Regions from separate parts of the Mus musculus genome. Here regions 1 and 2 are each linked to region 3. A link is a contact called in public HiChIP or PLAC-seq and promoter capture Hi-C data. All regions are on one chromosome and are shown on one strand. The core of a region is the stretch at or near the end of the contact, and the rest is flanking DNA. Distances in the headings are between cores, read along the strand shown. Region 1 overlaps Ltbp1 (latent transforming growth factor beta binding protein 1). Region 2 holds the start of Rasgrp3 (RAS, guanyl releasing protein 3). Region 3 overlaps Ttc27 (tetratricopeptide repeat domain 27).

Region 1 (3,572 bases), core at 113-2,612, 520 kb before region 3:
ATATGGCCTATGGCTGGCAATATGGCTCAATGGGTAAAGATGTTTTCTGGCAAGCCTGTTGACCCAGACCTACAGGATCTCACTACACACACACACACACACACACACACACACACACACACATACACACACACACACACACGATAAGTAAATGTAATAAAAGTTTAAAAAATGGCTTAGCAGCATTCTCTACCAGGCTCTGTAGCTGTGCTTCAGTTAGAAAATGCCTGCAGAGTATTCTCCACTGGACAGATGTATCACAGCTCATCAGTCGGCTCCAGACACAGGCAGTTTCATTTCTCCTTATGGTGTTTGGTTTTCTGTCACTCAAACACATCCATAAGATGTGTTCCCCAAAAGAGTTAGTGACCCCAGTATTCATATGCATTTGTATCTTCAGACTGCTTAGTTGCAATCTAAAAGGACAACAATTCTAATATACTGACCACTATTAAAATATGATTGAAATGTGTGCCTTTGTGCCACTGCCATTTCCATTGAGACTGTAACAAAAAAATGAAAGCGAGGGCCACTCTGACCAATAATACCAGAGCTCTCAAGAATGCTTCTAAGGTGGATGTATGCTGTAGTACAAGAGACTACCAACAGGGGGCACTCTCCCAACACTGCAGTTAACCCATTAGTTAACCCATTAGGTAAGCACCTGACATGCATACATTTTAGAAGGGAGCTCTCCATCAAGACCTTATGTTCAGTTACCTTACAACATGGCTTTCTGAATGATTTATCCATCGGGAGTAAAATTCTTTACATAGTCTAATTATAAACACGGCGATTCCTGGGTACTATAGAATCTAGTGTTCAAATGTGTCTGCCTTTCATTGCTCACAGAAAAAAGTTTATCTTCGTTTGATAACAACAGTATATATGTATATATGCATGTATGCATATATATGTATATATATTATATATGTGTGTATATGTATGTTTGTGTGTGTGTGTATATATATATATATATATATATTCCAAAAACATTAAGTTTATGCTTTATTTGGGCAAGAATCATTGGCCAACTGGGTATATATGACCCATGACCCATCCGGCCCGTCAATGTGCATGGCTGACACTGCTTTCATTTGATTTGCAACCCTCACTACTAACTCTAAAACCACGTCCTGTTGCCTGCATCAGCACACCATACAGGAACACTAAAAGGTTTCAGCTTCAATTCGCCACTCTGTTACTTTCATGTTTCAAAAAAAAATGCTGTGCATTTCAAATGCACTTTGAGTTCTGGGGGAGCGAGGACTTGATCACACTAAACCCACAGAGTCTGGAGGCAAGATGCCTGGATCTGACTCTGGCATTGAGCAGGCCTTGACAATGCAGGCTACTCCTCCTCAGCCACATCTCCTCCAGCAGGAGGCAGTGGTTGTGCATCTAAGATAGAGCCAACCGGGCGGGCGCCTTTCAACAATTCCTGGCACCGAGACCCATGAAAACCAAGCAGGAAATGTCTAATCAAAGATCCCACATTCTGATAACTCCGAGTTCCTTCCAGCCTGGCATGAAAACTTCCCAGAGAGCAAAGCCTGCCTCTCCCTTCTCTCATCTGAAATATGGATACAGTGGTTTATTTGGTTTGAACTTATTTGGTTTTCTTAACAGCCTTGCCTTTCAGATTCTCAGTTCACAGGATGATAAATGGATCAAATATCGATGTCCTCCCAAAAGAGACTCCAGCAACTGACATTGTAAGGGCAGGTAGAGAAGGTATTGCAGAAGTGGACGGGAAGAAGAGGAGGCAGGGTGGGAACAAGATAGGGAAGCCTGTGGAGTTCTAGAAGGCAGAGGTTGTTAGCACATGCCACCACACCACTGACACACGCCCTTCACCTTACCACCAATAATCAGGGGCTTTCTCCTAAACGAGCCTGCCATTTGGCCCCTTTAACTAGCTGAAGGCTGCCATCAAATCCAGAATGGCCCCCAAAGTGAACAAAATTACACAAGAACATAGTTCTTCTTGTGTGAGGTTCTCCTAACATAAATCCTTCACCCTCCACTCACTTCCCCCCCCCCATGCAGTGCCAACACACAAGGCAGAGTCTAGCTTCTGAGAGCTCAAGGAATGAGCCACTCCCACAGCCTCCACGTGCCAGTCTTCCCAGACTTGCCGCTTGAGCAAGAGTTAATGCCTATGACCTATTGGACCAGAAGTGTGAAGGCCTGTTTTGAGCCAGAGCTGTACTTTACACGGCACTTTAATGCTCAAAGCTGATGGCAGGCACTGCGATTTATTCTTCAAACTCCCCCAGCCTTGTTTCCATCAGTAACCAATCGTTCCCTAAAACAGGGTGGTCCTCCTTCAGAAACTGGAAGGTTCAGCGATGGCAGGCTGGGTTAATCCAGAGTTTAAATTAACAAAGGACAATGCTGTCCTTCTCAATAGTCTAGAAATGCAGAAATCGTGCGTTTAGAGGACTCAGAGACAGCGTTCCGAGCATGCAGTTTTAAAACGCGCACATTCTTTGGTTCCTCTGAAACACTAGTGACTATCATTGTGAGGGCAGGTTTGAACCTCCTCAGATGCTGCTCAGTGTCTCACTAGCTGTTGGACATACACTGGAGGCATGTTCACCAAGACTTGTCAGAATGCAGAACCCTGTACTCTCATCCTTCCAACCTCAGAACCAGGGCTGGAGTTCAGATGAGACTCTCTGCTCACTGGCTTGATCTTTATGTTTATGGAGCAGCAGTGTAGAAGAGAAAATTGTATAACAACAATCATTTCTACATCCGTGGATTCATGATCAGCTATTAGGTAGCTATATATTTTATAAGAGCCTTTGAATTTGATTACATTAGAAAACACAGCTGACTTGAATCTAGTGTACATGAGTGAGTAAGTGTGTGTGTGTGTGCGCGCGCGTGCGCGAGCTCTTGTACGCCATGTGTGTGAAGGTGCCTGCAGAGGCTAAAAGAGGGCATTAGATCTTCCGGACCTTGGGTTACAGATAGTTGTGAGCCACCTGACATGGTACTGAAAACCAAACTCAAGTCCTCCGGAGTATCAGCAAGTGCTTTCTCTCAGTCATTGAGCTACCTCTCCAGCTCTGATGTGAATGTCTCTTCTGAAAACCCATTCGATGACATTGAATTACACAAGGTGTTTGGCTCACCAGTCACAGGCAGTAAATAAAGCATCGCAGAATCAAGCTGGAGACAGGACAAAATGTGGCTCTTCACAAACCCCTTCTACCGAGCGTCCGTGACTTACAAGCACAGCACAGTCCCAAAGGCCAGGGCTGCAAACCAACTACGCATCCTACATCTTCAAATAAGCAAGGAGACATGATCCCAACAGCAGCAACGAGACAAACACAAGTCACTGGTCAGCATAAGAAGAGATCTTCAGATTCCCGGAAACAAAGGAAATGCATCTGAAATATATATTTACCCACATGGTCGTAACAATTCTAAAGGGACTGCATGTTTAAAAGGGTAGACTTTGTGTTTTACTCAAGGTTCCATTCTCAACACGGAAGCATTCCCCAAAGACAAAGAACAATTTCAAAGTCAGTGGTAGAACGGTGAATATTAATTTCCCT
Region 2 (3,120 bases), core at 138-2,637, 590 kb before region 3:
AAAAACAATATAAAACAGCACAACAACAACAACAACAAAATACCCACTTAAATTCTTTCAGCAGAGAAAAGGGCCAAAGAGAGCCACCATGACTTAGAAGGAAGCCCCGGGCTCCGCACCAGTTCTGGTGGGCTCACAGTTCTGCTTTTTTAACTTTGCTATCTTCTTGCTGCAAACTCTAAACACACAAATCTCATGCAAGGAGAGGCAGAAAGAAAAGCAACCTGTTTCCTTCTCAACAACTGGCAGAGCCTACTTCTTGGTCAGTCACTGTGCTGACATCAATCAAGCGTCATTACCACGCAAAGGTGGAGGTTATCTGCCCTGGAAGCACACAGGCTCATCATTTAAACAAAAGCATTCACGTAATGCCAAGGGATGTCCCTCGGCATGTCCCCAGAAGCCTTCCAAGTTTTTGTGAGCATCATCAACTCTTTTAGGTTTATTTAATTTCCCTCCCACCTTTCCATTTCTAAGCACAAGGATATTTTTTCAAGACCCTCAAAATTTATACAGCAGAAAGGTTTTGGAAAAAAACTCAGATGTAAATAATTGCTATGAATAATTCCTGTCTCTGGAAAAGCTCAGGGCTTGGATGTTGCCTTTATGTTTTAGAAGTTCATCATTGTTTAAGAATGATTGATTAAGAAAGGAAACTTTGTACCAGATGAATTTTCATCTTCACAGCTGTACACAAAACTTAAATTTCAGCAAAATAACTTCAGCAATGGTTTGGTTGTGTTTAAAGACATGGTTATTAAGTATATTCTAAACCAGTATTCCTCAAAGAAGTGACCGACAGATTACTGACCAGCCTGACACAAAGCACAAATAGTGTCAGGCAGATGTTTTCAAAAATGACCGTCAGGGAGATTATAGATGATGCTGAGATTTAAGGAAGTCACCACAAGAAAACAACTTCCGTAAAATACACACTTGCTACCAGAAGCTCAGGATGCCATTGCTGACTCTGACGGCTGGCTACTCTTCAGAGACACAAGCAAAGCTCGTGTTACAGTTATAGTAGGACCTGCCCTCAGATCACAAATATTGCCTGTGCCCAATAAGCAAAGCCAAGGAAACGTGAGAAATAGCAAGACGCAAACTTAAAAGGGACACATACCCGAATCCGCAGTCATGTAGTCAGTGGAAGTTCACAAGAGGTGTGGATCCTCCTTTCACCAGGTTCTTGAAAGTCTCTTCAAGGTGCCTGAACCCCTCAAGATGGCTGGGCTCCCCCTGAAAGAGCTGTTGTCCCCTCCATTGCTCAAGTCCAATTCATAAGTGAAGAGGAAAAGCAAAATAATAAAAAGAAGAAGAAAGAAAGAAAGAGATTTGCAAGCCTATTCGTGCCCAACAAACCACTACCTTGAAGGGGCTAGGCTTTGAGCTCAATGAAGTAAAGGCTGTTTGGCTAAATGGCAGGCCCACTTCCTCCTATTCTTTCCCTACTTAGTTTTCCGGCCTCCAGTGGAGCGCTGTTTTTTTCCCCTTTCCTGTGCTATAAATAAGCTGCTGCTGTGAGTACCGAGGAAAGAGGAGGCAGGAAATGTATTTGATTTCAAAAGGCAGTCAGAGGTGTGTGTGTTAGGTGTGTGTGTGTGTGTGTGTGTACAGTGTGCATGTGTGTGTGCGCACGTGTGCATGTGCACACATATGCATGTATGAGTGTGTGTGTGTGTTCCTTCCAAGTCTGCACTGGTAAACACACTGAAGAAAATTTAACCTAAATAATTCAACTTTAGTGTGAGCCATTGAGTTGTGACTTAACTGGTCCCTCAGTCTCTACTTGACTAGAAGTTGTCACTTCCCACCAGCGAAGCTTGAATTCAGAAATAATAGCATTTTCTGTGTAAACTACCACGAGCAGATTCACACTGCATCCTTCATTTCCTGAAAGACAAATTTGTGGGAGTGGGGGGGGGGTGCCTGAATACCAGGAGGAAGACCTGGTTCTGTTCTGTTCTTTTGCTTTCTGTCTTATTTTTTTCTTTCCTTTCCTTTCCTTTCCTTTCCTTTCCTTTCCTTTCCTTTCCTTTCCTTTCCTTTCCTTTCCTTTCCCTTCCCTTCCCTTCCTTTCCTTTCCTCAGACAGTTTAGACGATGCCTTACTACACAGCCCAAGCTAGGCTCAAACTCGTGATCCTCTTGCCTCACCGCTCAAATACTAGGATTACAAAGTGAGCACCATGTCAGACTCATTCTCTCCTTTCATTTAAAAATATGTTGAGGCTGGAAAGCTGACTCAGCAGGTTACAAGCACTTGCTAGCAACCCTAGGGGCTAGAAAGTGTTTTCCAGTACCCATAGAATAAGCCCAGCATCCCACAAATGCCTGTAACTCCAATTCTGAGAGTGCCAACACCCTCCTCTGGCCTCTACAAAGTGACCCCTCCAGTGTGTGTGTGTGTGTGTGTGTGTGTGTGTGTGTGTGTTCACACACACATGCAGAGGAATTATAAAAGTCTTTAAGAGAAAAAGTAGAGAATTTCTTGAGTCAAAATACCAAAAAAAAGAAAGAAAAAGAAAGAAAGAAAGAAAGAAAAGAAAAAAGGAATATACCTTCTGAATCTAATATGAATGGGAAAAACAGACATAGCTTTTCTGCATTCTTGCAATCCAAATTCCCTCATATTATTGACAATGCAAGCAAACCCCAAAATAATAGCATTTTTTCCCACATAACAGACGAGCAGCTAAAACTTTTGCTAACTTCTGATACTGATATGTAGAGAAACAACCATTTGTGTAATAGTAAGTAGAAGTATAAACTGGTCTGTATTATTTTTTAAAGATTTGTTTTACTTCTAATTACGTGTGTGTGGGGGGCACACCCATGAGTTCTAATGCCACTGGATACTAGAGATGTCAAATCCAATGGAACTAGCGTTATTAGCTGTTGTGAGATGTCTGACATGGGTGCTAGGAACTAAATCCAGGTCCCCTGCAAGAGCCAGATGAGCTCTTAACCACTGGGCCAGCTCTCCAACTCTGGACTGCATTCTTCTGTGGGCAGTCCTCACCCTCAAGTTCACTCCACATACTCCAACAAGGTAATGAGATCTAGTTTATTCTGCAGATTGGGGAGTAAGTTAGGGATGGGAAAACAATTTAGTTTCAAG
Region 3 (3,253 bases), core at 252-2,751:
TTTCTGTGAGCTCAGGCTAGACCAGTCTACATAGTAAGTTCCAGAACAGTCATGAATACATAGAGAGACCCTGTCTTCAAAAGGCAAACAAAAAGATCAGTTGCTGACCTGAAATCTCTCCTGTGTTTTAAAATGAATATCCAGCTAGCCATAAATGTCCAACTTATTAGGACTTCTAAGTGTCTCCTAAGACCTACTTTCTGATTTTTCATTTAATCTACTGTGTTACTAGGTGTTCTACTGCTATGAAGAGCTGCCACAAGGACAGGACAGCAATTAACTGGGGCTCGCTTAAAGTTTTTCAGAGGTTTACTCAATTTTTAACATGATGAGGAGCATGGCAGCATGCAGGCAGACATAGTGCTGGATAAATAGCTGAGAGCTGAGAGTTCTACATCCAGATCCACAGACAGCAGGGGTGGAGGTAGGGTGGGAGGAGAGGGAGGAGGGGGAGGGGGAAAAGAGAGGAGAGGAGAAGAGAAGAGAAGAGGGGAGACAGAGACAGAGACAGAGACAGAGACAGAGACAGGTCCCAGCCTGAGCTTGAAATGTGCAAAGCCACACCTTCTAATCCTTTCAAGTGGTGGCACTCCCTAGTGATCAAGCAATCAAATCTACAGGTGTTCTCATTCCAACCAGCACAGCTGCTGGGTATTTAAGAGCATGTTCTTTACTTTTCATCATTCTGTAAATTTTTTGTTTTACTTTTGTTTTTGTTTTCTTTTTGGTTGTTGTTGTTTTCCTGTGGAAAAGATACTTTATAAAATATTCCTTTCAAATCTACTGAGACTAATTTGAGAGTTAACCTCATCTAGAAAGTGCACTTGAGGAAAACACGGAAGCCATAGTTTTAGTTTTACAGAGTACTACAGGCATTTGTATAAAATTCAATAATGTGAAAACGCTTGCTTCTGTAATTCCACAGGTGCCTCTTTCTAATGTTTATGTCAACAGACTGTCTTTAGATATTGTGTACTTCATATGTAAACCAAATTCTTTAAACGAATTCATTACAAACTGTACAGAAAACCAACTGTAGATGAAGCATGTAGAAAACAAAGAGTTTATTGTAATAAACCTATTACAATAATGTTTATGCACTGAATCGAGTGTGACATGTGTCCCTTCATCCAGGCTGAGTCAGCATCTGACTTGATGAGTCAGCATCCAAACACTCCACACCCCTGTCAGAAGCTCCCGAAGGGGAGGCTTGCAGTGACAAATCCCTGGAGGTTTAAAACCTGACAATGTCCTAATTTGCCCCTCACCTCTTTTGTTAAGTTGTGTTAAATGGCCTGGGCTGGCCTCACACTGTGACCCTCAGCCTCAGCCTCTCAGTACTTGGACACCGCTGTTCCCAGCTGCTCGGTTTTCTTGGCTGGCAGATGGTGGGGCTTGTGTTGTTTGGTTTTGTGTTTTATGCTCAACATCTATGTCTCCCCTCTATGCCAGACCACGCTTGAGGAATGTACCAAGTGCAGCTGTGTGAGCACCACACAGGTCCTGGAAGAGCGAAGGCCTCACACATAACAGAGAGGCAGTTCTAACATAAACAAACGCTGGCCAGTCTGGCAAAAGAGCATTTCCATCTTCTCCCCTAACACACTAACCTTGACGTCCTCAGCCAAATCTCATCACAGTCTTGGCCTGCTGCACAGAGTTCAGCCCTCTGAATCCTGGAGGTCTTCAGAGCAGGAAGGAATAGGACTACCTCGGGTCCTGTTACAAAAACTTCCAGATGGGCTTCAGGCCAGAAATGAAGCAATTTCCCACCTCCACTGTTTGCCTAACTCTGCTCTACTTGGAGTTCTCCAAGTAAGATGCTGTTTCCTGGACTGATAACCTAACTCTTGGATTCCCAAAAGCCTCATTAGGAAGAGAAGACAGAAGCTGAGCATTTTCCTTTGTGTTCCTTCTTGATAACAAAAACAAAACAAAAAGCTCTAAGGGGTTGTGATGGATTGGTGCTAGGAAAATGGCTCAGTGAGTAATGTCCTTGCTCAAAATGTGAAGCCCTCAGTTTGAATCTGCAGCACCCCTCGTACCAGGTGCGCCTATAATCCTAGAACTAGGGAGGCAGAGACAGGAGGATGGCTGGGGCTCACTGGCTGTCTATGCTTGCCAGGTGCACAGGTTCCACCTCAGTGAGAGACCCTGCCTATGAAAATAAGGTGATGAGGCACAACTAACACGGGATCACTGGCCTCCACAGGCACATGTATGCATACATCTGCATGTGTATACTCACGAGCACACACACACGTACACACACGTACACACACGTACACACACACACACACACACACACACACACACACACACACACACACACACGTGCGAGCCAGATTTCCAGCCCTGGCTTTCCTGCCTTCTACTGCCTGCCAGCTAAAACACATCTACTTTATTAGCTTACCTTGCTGAGCCTCAGGTTCCTCCAGTAAAACAGAGATAGCATCTATTTTCCAAAGCTGTAATTTATACAAAGTGAGCCTGTTTCCTCTCTCTTTCTCTCAGGTAATACTCAATCATCATTTATTCTCAGACTTTAATTTGGTTGGCAACCTGCCCTGCTGACCATCAATAGCACCTTTTCATGACTCCAAAGAAAATATCTGCCAGAAATCTACACAAAGAATACCACCGACACACAGCTACACGGGACAGTTTTGTGATACTCGAGGAAAGCGACAGTGAGCTGTGGTAACAGAAGCCTCAAAGCTGTTTCTTAGTTGGGGGAAGGGTGGTGGCTCAACTGACTAAACTGGAACATAAATAGGACTCTGCAGTGACAAAAATGGGAGTCGGATTATATTAGAATATATAACAGTCAAAATGTATAAAGCTAAAAAAATCTCCATGTTTTATTACTAGTAACTTATACCTCAACTAAGAACACTTTATTAGAAACAATTCACTAGCATATTAACCTGATGAGGAGAGGTACCTCACATAAATCCTCCCTCAGTCAGACACTAAGGCACACTGCCACTGACTGTCCTTCAACTTCCACTAACCAGATCCACTTCCTGGGCCTCATGCTCAACTGACGCCATGCTGAAGAATCTTTAGTGTCCACTCCAAGTACCGTGTGCTCTATAAAGATAATCTGTGTTAAGTGGCAGGAACATACTAAGCAATCAGTTGTGTTACTTCTTAAAAACAAATAAGATATTAATATATAAAACTGAAATTCCTTTTCCAAATGATTGCCAACTTACCAAGAATAAGACTAAAACCAAGAAACCAGGGAGAA

Evidence for each region. Promoter capture Hi-C pulls out the DNA fragments that hold promoters and counts their contacts. HiChIP or PLAC-seq counts read pairs in DNA pulled down with a chosen protein or histone mark.
Region 1: a CTCF HiChIP or PLAC-seq map of the NIH/3T3 cell line shows a contact between it and region 3, with 6 read pairs. The contact joins two enhancer-like sites.
Region 2: a contact with region 3 is called in a promoter capture Hi-C map of the 3T3-L1 cell line, with 3 times the contacts expected there. The contact joins the promoter of Rasgrp3 here to the enhancer-like site in region 3. A contact is called at or near these places in 7 of 39 promoter capture datasets (the 3T3-L1 cell line, cranial neural crest, hippocampal neurons and 4 more).

The regions. Positions count from the first base shown.
Region 1 is chr17:75,367,346-75,370,917 of GRCm38.p6, reverse strand. The region is part of intron 31 of Ltbp1 (latent transforming growth factor beta binding protein 1); the gene reads right to left. Among named protein-coding and RNA genes, the nearest start is that of Rasgrp3, 67 kb to the left of the region's middle. Within about 2 kb of position 1,362, at least 17 of the 459 cell types and tissues checked have an H3K27ac peak or open chromatin away from gene starts, as enhancers often do. A contact at or near this core is called in the NIH/3T3 cell line, where this site is marked.
Region 2 is chr17:75,434,172-75,437,291 of GRCm38.p6, reverse strand. It overlaps Rasgrp3 (RAS, guanyl releasing protein 3), which reads right to left and starts at 1,387. Exons shown (of 17, transcript NM_001166493.1): 1 at 1,124-1,387.
Region 3 is chr17:74,844,614-74,847,866 of GRCm38.p6, reverse strand. All of the region lies in intron 16 of Ttc27 (tetratricopeptide repeat domain 27), which reads right to left. Among named protein-coding and RNA genes, the nearest start is that of Gm31759, 100 kb to the left of the region's middle. Within about 2 kb of position 1,501, at least 81 of the 459 cell types and tissues checked have an H3K27ac peak or open chromatin away from gene starts, as enhancers often do. A contact at or near this core is called in the NIH/3T3 cell line, where this site is marked.